Linked DNA regions of Oryctolagus cuniculus: region 2 is linked to region 1. Evidence: chromatin contacts called from public Micro-C data. All regions are on one chromosome and are shown on one strand. Each heading gives the region's core, a stretch centred on a gene start, on an enhancer-like site or on the middle of the called end of the contact. The rest is flanking DNA. Distances are from core to core; before and after follow the strand shown. Region 1 holds the start of MYO6 (myosin VI). Region 2 holds the start of SENP6 (SUMO specific peptidase 6).

The links. Hi-C and Micro-C count contacts between places; a contact is called where the count stands out from the background.
Region 2: a Micro-C map of ear pinna shows a contact between it and region 1, with 2.8 times the contacts expected there. The contact joins the promoter of SENP6 here to the promoter of MYO6 in region 1. A contact is called at or near these places in 2 of 6 Hi-C or Micro-C datasets (ear pinna and an unstated tissue).

The regions. Positions count from the first base shown.
Region 1 is chr5:96,690,386-96,694,677 of mOryCun1.1, reverse strand. It overlaps MYO6 (myosin VI), which reads left to right and starts at 2,883. Exons shown (of 34, transcript XM_070073859.1): 1 at 2,883-3,119.
Region 2 is chr5:96,851,390-96,856,143 of mOryCun1.1, reverse strand. It overlaps SENP6 (SUMO specific peptidase 6), which reads left to right and starts at 1,682. Exons shown (of 21, transcript XM_070073879.1): 1 at 1,682-2,285.

The DNA of each region.
Region 1 (4,292 bases), core at 1,634-4,133:
CTAAGAAGAAGAGAAGTTTAAATCACAGTTTTGAAGGCTTAAAGTCCAAATGGTAGAGTGAAGACTCTGATGAGGGCTCCACAGGGAATGTGTAGGAGAAAGTTCACATCTTGACCAGGAAATAAGAGAGGGAGCTGGGTTGTGAGAGGTTTGCTCCTTTTATAAAAACAACCCTATCATGAACTACCAGGAGATCATACGGGAGCTATCTTAATCCTTTCTGAGGGCAGGGTTGGCCCACAGTGACCAGGTCCTACCTCTTGAAGGCTCCATGGCATCTCTTAAACCCACGGCCCTGGATGCCAGTCCTCTAATCCCATGGAATCTTGGGAGACTACTAAATTATATCTAAACCAGAGCAATGAGTTGCTGTGATATATCTGTAGGTATTTAGTCTGCCTTACTGTAGGAGTTGCCAACATAGATCCAGTTAAGTCTGTTGAAATGCATAATAGCTGGGGAGTGTATGGAGATCATTTATACACCTATGATATGGATTCCTACTAAAATGAAGACAAAATTACAAAATTTTGCGAATTGTTTAGGAGAAGTTCATGGAACTTCCCAGCCATGGTGGGGAGATCTGTGGATCTCAGTCTAGGAATCCCTGGGGTAGCACCAGAACATGCAGAGGAGAGTCTAACAGGTATTTAGTGGCTGAGATGAAAGCTGAAAAACTCACAGATGTAGTCATGAGCTAAGTTGTTGAGTTTTGGCAACAATTAGGTTGGAGATATATCCACTACACGTAGTGAAACTCTGCAATTTCCTAAAATTATCAACTTCCTTGCAATTTTTTCATCTATCTGTCCCATTTATAGTAATGGTAATACTAATGGTAGGTACTATTCAATGAGCGCTTACCATGTGAAAGCCATGATGTGTGACACAAAGACAAGTGCCCTATCTGCTCTCAGGAGCAGAGAGTCCAAGTGGGAGATACTTAGAAGCACATTAAGTAGCAATACTAAAATATGTGTTGGAAGAGATCTGCACAATGGGTGCTAAGGGAGAGATGGGAAAGAGCGCCAAATTGCGCATACAAATTGTCACAAGGGTGCTTAGAGAAAGCTGCTTTGAGGGGGGACAAATGGGCTTTGTTCTGAAGGATTAATTGGATTTATCCTTGTAACACTTCAGTTTGATAAACAGCATAGCTGTCTTTTCTGGGGCACACAAGCACTTCAGGAGGACTTGAAGGTAAAGCACAAAAAATGAGGGAAAGACACTGGGTAGAAATGAGATTGCACAGATAAGTAGGGCTAGGGTGGTGGTCCAAAACGGAAGTGATTCCTAAGACAGGCAAGTGACATTGTGTGAAGAAGCCTGGTTGGGACAGCTTTGTGGGGTTTAGGACAGTGGTGAACCGGGAACCAGCTGACCAATGAAAAGGCATTCAAATTCAGCTCACACAAAAAATCTCATAGTCTGTGAGTAGTGGTTAAATTAAATGGGATTTTATGAGACATTTTAAGGGGTCTGGACTTAGAATAAGGAGGGTGCAGTACTGCTCTATAGGAGTTTAAATAGAGGAGTAGATACGAAGAGTTTTATCAATGATGAACTAGTGGAGACTGAATTTAAAGGGGACGAGTTTGCAGTCTGGGAAACTGCTTATGTGCCAAGGGCAGTGTGCAAGTCTTGAAATGATGGCGGCCGGGAACACGATACTTGTAGTGGTTATGAAGAGGAATTGGATACATTAAAGAATTACAGAGCTAGAAGCAGAGGGACTCAGTTACAGATTATCCAATCTGTGGGGGGTGGGGAGGAAGAGATGTAAGTGATAAGCCACAGAAACTAGTCAAAATAAATTGGCTTCTATTAACTTCCCGAAGGCTTTTAATATTAAATCCAAAATTAATTCAAAGCGGTAAACTAAGTCTTCATTTTTTTTTCTTCTTTCCTTTTGAATCGACTGAAGACTTATCTTGTGGCAATCTGGAAATAAACTTCCGAGATTGCTATGAATTATTTCCTTGCTTGGTTTCGCTTCCTCTTTCTTACTTCTCCATCTTTTTCTCAATGTTTTATTATTTTGGTTGTATGCTACAATATCTCATCAGAACTTAGCCTTTCCACCCAGAGATCTGGGGGAACCTTTGACATCTGATGCTACGTGTTTCTCCTGTAAATTTCCGGAAGTTTCCCCGTTGCTACTTTTACATGTTGCGGAAAACAGTGTAGTGCTTACGTGTTAAGTATTTTAGTTTCAGCAGAAATATCTAGCATTACATTTATTTCATTTTCTTAACTGGAACTTCTTTTCGTCCTAAAAGCAACGTAGTAGCAGACTGCGTAGTTTCCTCGTATAAAACAAATTTGCATAGGTGCTTCATATTTATAAGAACAGTAAAATCTAAGTGACCGGGAAGACAGGGGCTCTTCAAAATAAAACACCCGGGATGGACACTCAGAGATTTCCATCTCAGCCCCCTCCTGCTAAGGCAGGAATGGCGAACTATTTGCGCAGGAAGGCTGATACCCACGCAGGGCAGCCCACCCGGACTATGGCCGAGATCGCCAGGGTCTCTCCTCGCGACCCCCTGGTGTCTCGGGGGTCCTCGCCCTGTCTCGGACGCACTTTCTCTCTCCTGGAGCTCACTGCGGTTTGCACGCTGCACATTCCCGCGATCCAGTCGGCAGCGACTGGAAACAATATCCGCTGCGTAGGCGCCGTTTCGCTTGGAGAGGAGCGAAGGCGCCCAGCTTGGCCAGCTGCACCCCTCCCACGCCGAGCAGCACCCACCCACGCCGCGGCCTCCACGCCGGCTGGCAGGACAGCCCCACTCCGCTCGGGAGCGCGCCCCGCGCCCGCGCACCCCGTCGGCCCGCCCCGGCCCTTGGCGCCCCCGCCCCCTCGGGCGCTCCGTAGCCGTGACGTGTGCGCGGCGGGGCCGGGGACTCTGTGGGGCGCCGGCCGGCGGGCGGAGACCGACCCGGGATCTGTCCGAGCAGGAAGCAAGCAGTAGCCTGGCCGCCGCCGCCGCCGCAGCCCCGTCCTGGTGCAGTCCGCGTCGTCGTTCTTCCCGATCCCCTCGGCACCCCTAACCCCGCCCTCCGGCTTCACCGGCGACAGGTAGCCCCGCCGCCGCGCACCTGCCTTCGCTGCAGCACCGGTGAGTGTCCGCGCCCGGGACACTGTGGGGCGGCCGCGCCAGGACGCTTTTTTCCTGGCTCGGCCTTGCTTCGAGGCCTTCTCTGACCGCCCTGGGGCTGAAGACTCGGCTCACCTCTGAGGAACGCGGTTGGGACCAACAGGTGATGGGTGGGCCGGGGCGGTGGCGGCTCACCGTCCTGCCAGGGTGGTTCTCATTTCCAGACAGACAATGAGAGTCTCCTTTCATGGGCTTGTCATCACCAAGGTACCTTTGTGTTTCTTCCCTGGCTCCAAGGTAGAAGCATAGCACTCAGGTGTCCAACTCTGCCTTGCACACTGCGCGATAGTTTTTTTTTTTTTTTTCTCTTTTGTAAACTCGCTTAAGATTCAGGGCAGGAAGAGTACAGTTCGTTCTGAGATGTGAAATGATACCATTAATAGTTTAATCATGTTGAAGACCAAGTTGGGACTTAGTATTTTTGCTGTCTGGGAGGTCCAGTACCTTGAGTATGTTAATTTACAGATATGTTACCGGAAAGATCACTTTTTTCTGTTTGCAAAAACTTAATGAGGTGAAAAAGTTAAGACTCCAGGATCTCAATTTTAGTTAGGAAGCCGTTTGATAGGGTTATTGCTAGAACATCCTTGTCTGAAATATTGCCATAGTTTTCAGAAAGCTTGGTTCGTTTTATTTGGCGTAAAGTATGTGGTGGAAGGATGCTTAAAACCTAATCTACAGATATTAGTGAAGAAGTAGGAACACTTCTCCAATTTAATAGACTGTTGTACGTGCTAAATAAAAGTGATTTGCTGTTATGCTCTGCTGGTATGGATTTATTATATCTAAGTATAGTCAGACTTTGAGAGTTTGAAAAATTAATATGCTTTAAAGCTTACTTGAAACTATCTTCACACCATAAAATGTGAATCTTGGACTGGTAGTGGTCATGGTACAAAGGTTGACGGCAAAGCAGCATTTCTGTACAAATTAACTGCACTTCATAGATCTCTTGGGTTGTGTATTTCCAATTGGGAAATATTCAGTGAAAAAAATTACCTCCATGCCTTTTATCATTAATTTTAGAAACTGCTACAAATGTTACAAAGTGGGCTTTAGCCAGAGCTTCAAACAATGCAGTCGTTCAAAATAGCTCATTGACTTTTAAATAATTCAGCTCATTTGAGTATTTTC
Region 2 (4,754 bases), core at 433-2,932, 160 kb before region 1:
TGAGGCCTCTGGGGAGTGAACCAGCAAATGAAAGATGATTCGCTTTCTTTCTCCCTCTAACTCTTTCAAATAAATAAAATAAATCTTTAAACAAACAAACAAGAACTTTTCCTGAAAGATCCTATCTCAGCTTTTTCAGAAGACATCTTTGATGGAACAACGCCTTGTTTGCCACTTCAGGTAAATCAGTTTTCTATGGCTGCTGTCACCAATGACTATATCACAAAATTTGGCACATGAACACAAATATATTATAGTTCTCTAGTCCAACATCTGTCTCATTGGGCTAAAATTAAGGTATCAGTTTTCCTTTTGGAGACTCTAGGAGAGAACTCCCTTTCCTTGTCTTGTCTTTTAGAAGTCACTCACATCCTTGACTCCTGATACTCTCCTCAACTTCCAAAGCCAGCATGTATAGTATGTATTTTAAAGTCAGAGATTTATTTTTTTTAACTACATTTTGAAGTCTGTACAAATGATCAGTCACCCACATCTGTCTGTTACCTACATGCCTCAGGATTATACTGTCATGGGCACAAACTATGTCATAGAGGATCAGGATCAAACAACCTCCTCAAGCAACAAAAATAACAAATGATAGTAAGTTATATTCATCACCCTCTCTTGCTGAATTGGGAGATTATTGGTTCATTTTAGAAGAATATTTTTAAAAGAAGTTTACAACAGAAAGCCTTACTTAATAGGTCAATTTAATTAGAACCAAGATTACACCAGCTCAGTTTTTTGCAACACTTTACTACTGCTGCCTTTTAATTGCTATATAGCACAAATTGGTTTTGTATGTCTCTTTTAAATAGGGATGCTGAGGCTTTAAGAAAAATGCTATAGGAAAGCTACACCCTAAAGAAGTTGAGTTTCCATGGCAAGATCATGGGCTAACAATTTTTTTCATTTTTTTGTATTTTCTATAATGACAAAATAGTATTCTTTTAAAAAGAAAACGAGAGATCAACAGAATATGGTCCTCTGAAATTATAAGGCCTGACTTGTAAACTAGGGTTTGTTTTTTTTTTTTGAAATCTCAGGTACATAAATGACAAAGGACTTTTTTTTTTAAACACTGCCATCCAAAGCGTATTGGTAAAACCTTCTCATACATAATCTTAAATTTCTTTAACAACGAATGTGGACCACGACCGAGTCATGCTCTTAATCTGTAATTATTCTACCTCACCACCTTTTCAGTTGGCTATGGTTTAAACTCTACGGTCTCCTCAAAGAGAGAAACTTAGAACATTTCTGCCACAAAACTCAATGTACCACTGGCCCAACTAGGAAGCGCTCGCTGGCCACGTCTGCCATGGGGCCTTCGAGGGTCGAACTGGGGGGCCAAGCTTGTCTGAGCCCAGTCGGCGCCGGAGAAGCTGCCGCTACCGAAAGGCCGGGCGGGCGGCGGGCGCCCAGAGCCGGCGCTCCTTGCGGCGCCACAGCCCGCAGTGCCTGAGAGCGGAGCCCGGGTCCTGAGCGGGAGCCGCGCTGGGGGCGGCGGCGGCGGCGGCGGCGGCGGCGGCGGCGGGCGGCGGGCGGGGGCGGGAGCCGGGCGGCAGCTCCAGCGCCCGTGGGGGAGGAGCGGCGGCGGCGGAGCTGCTGTGGCGACCGACGCGAGGCAGTGGCAGAGGAGACCCACCCCTGTCCACATGGACAGCCGCAAATGCCTCCGCTGATGCTTTCACCCCTAGGCGGGGTGGGCGGGCGGCCTTAGCGGCGGCGACTGCAGAAGAAGCGAAGGCTCCGGGGGTGCCTGACGGTCGCGGAGCCTTCGCCGCCCCGGCGCGGCGGGTGCGGCCATTTTACGGCCTGGGCCGAAAGGAGGCGTGTTTGTGTGCCCGCCTTCATCTTCCCTTCCTGGGGCCTGCGTTCGGCGGAGGCTTCTCAGGCGGCCTGGGTGGGCGGTGGATGGGGAGTCGTGGGCCGAGAGGAGCCGGGCCCGGGAAGCGCCGCCGCCGCCGCCGCCGCTCGCGTTCCCCCGGAGGGGCCTGAGGAGAAGCCCAGGCCGCGCTCGCCGCCCGCCAGCCCGCGGAAAGGCCCGGGCGAGCCTGGCCTGCTTTTGTGTAGGCCTCGCCTGGACGTGGGAGCGCCGGCTGCCTGACGGCTGAGCCCGAGGCCAGCAGCCCTGCGGCGGCTACCCTCCGGCGGCTCGGCCCCTCATCCTGGCGAGCACGGAGGCGGTGTGGGCCATGGATTAAGGAGGCGGCGGCGTGGGAGGAGGAAGATGGCGGCCGGCAAGAGCGGCGGTAGCTCTGGGGAGATTACTTTTCTGGAAGGTACGTCTGTTTCTGCTCTTGCGAGACAAGGGGTGGGGAAATAAAGGAAAACGGGAGCCCCGGAACTCCGGATATTCAGTTATCTACACAGGGTGTGCTTGGGGGACTGCGGAGGTACGAGGGGTGGGCGATGGCGGGGAGGGAGGGTGCTGTGAGCGCGCGGGGTTCGAGTCTGCCCAGGCTCGGCAGCGAGCAGGGATGGCCGTGGGGCGCCGGTGGATCGGCTGCGAGCCAGAGTTGGTGGGCGTCTTTTGAGAGTGCGCATAGAAGTCTGTGACTTTTTTTTTTTTTTTTTTTTTGCCCTTTTTGGCGGTGGCCTAACGATGAGGACAGACTGCATTCGAGTCTCGTCTGATATTAATGGAAAGTTTCCCGTGGCTAAGGGTTGGGTAGAATTGGGGGGTCAGTGGGGAGGAAGGGGAGCTGTAGTTCTCGGGTTAGGTTTTATATCGCCTGGGCTTTCTGTTTACACGGAGCCCCGGGCTGCTTTTTGCAGCCAGCGTTGAAATGAGTGAGGCCTGGCCTTGTTTGATCTTACTAGCAACACACATTTCGTAAGAATATTTTCTGCAATTGTGTGTCAGAAAAAAGAGAATGAGATTCACAATGTCATTTTTGGGACGTTACAAAAGCTAATTTAATAGACAAAGTTTGGGTGTTTCCATTTCTGTTCTCTTGGGAGGGAAAGTTAAACATTTACTGTTAAGGGCCAGTCTTAAAAGCTTTGTGAGAATGTTTTTGTTGGGAATGGTGGCAGTGGGTAACAATATTGGCGTTTTGCCCGTGTAGCTATAAGAACCCCCCCAAAACACATCTAGATTTCTTTGTCTAAGAACCTAAAATGTTATTGCTTAAGTGACTTTGAGTTCACTGTTTACTCTGGTGATTGAGTTTATAAATAAGGTGTTTAGGAAAATGAGGCTCTGCAGTATTTTCTATAAAGAACCACCTGGATAATTTCGCAAAGTTGATTTTCATATGCAGTATATCATGAGATTCTTGTACAAAATAACCGTTTAGAAACATGGAATTTAAAAATTACAATTTAAAATATCTTAGTGGTTAACAGATTCTGTAGGGAAAGTGTTGAAGGACAGGTATTCTTACTGATTTATTAAGAGGACCTAGAACAGTGCCTGGAACATAGTAGGTACTCAGCATTTATCTTATGAATAAATAGGGACTAAAAGAGGTGGAGAAACAATTTTCTAATTCTTCCTAGTTGAATATAGTGAGGTGTGGGAGGAGAATCTTACCTCTTTATGCAAGGCAGTCTTTTATCTAAAAATGATAAAAGCTTTATATGAGATTCCTAATAAGGAAAGCTGGGCATTTTTCTGGGTTCTTTTCATACTGCTCCTTTCCAAGTTGGGTAGAATAAGTACCTGTCCAGAGGCTGAGTGGTGCAGCCTGTGTTAAAGGAAGTGCTATGTATGTTGTTTTTTTTGTTTTGAAATTGGAGGATCAAAAGTTGGCTTACTGATGCTATTAAGAATGGGAATAGGAGGAGGAGGAGGGTGGGTGTGTGGGTGGGAGGGATTATAGGATGGGAAGCATCACTGTGTTTCTGTATATGTATATAGGAAATACATGAAATTTGTATACTGTAAATAAAAATGTAAAGATTTATTTGAAAGCCAGAATTGTAGAGAGAGGTAGAGACAGAGAGAGAGAGATAGAGGTCTTCCATCCGCTGATTCATTCCCTAGATGGCTTATGGCCTGGAAGGCAGTGGAAGATGACCAGAGTGCCCGGTAAACCTGGAAGAAGCTCCTGGTGTCGGATCAGCCCAACTCTGGCTGTTGGGAGCATTTGGGGGAGTGAACCAGCAAATGGAAGACCTCTTTCTGTCTCTCCCTCTCTCTCTAATTCTACCTCTCAAATAAATGTCTTTTTTTTTTTTTTTTTTGGACAGGCAGAGTGGACAGTGAGAGAGAGACAGAGAGAAAGGTCTTCCTTTTTCCGTTGGTTCACCCTCCAATGGCCGCCGCAGCCAGTGCATCGCGCTGATCCGAAGCCAGGAGCCAGGTGCTTCTCCTGGTCTCCCATGGGGTGCAGGGCCCAAGCACTTGGGCCATCCTCCACTGCACTCCTGGGCCATAGCAGAGAGCTGGACTGGAAGAGGGGCAACCGGGACAGAATCTGGCGCCCCGACCTGGACTAGAACCCAGGGTTCTGGCGCCGCAGGCAGAGGATTGAACCGCGACCATAAATAAATTAACAAAAACCATTTTTTATTATACTTTTCTTCTCTCCAGTAGGGTTGTTGAAAAACTGAAGTAGGTTTCCTTTTTTTTTTTTTTTTTAAGATTTATTTACTTATTTGAAAGAGTTACACAGAGAGAGGTGAGAGAGAGAGAGAGAGAGGGAGGGAGGGAGGGAGGGAGGGAGGGGTCTTCCATCCGATGGCTTACTCCCCAGTTGATCGCAACAACTGGAACTGTGCCAATCCGAAGCCAGGAGCCAGGA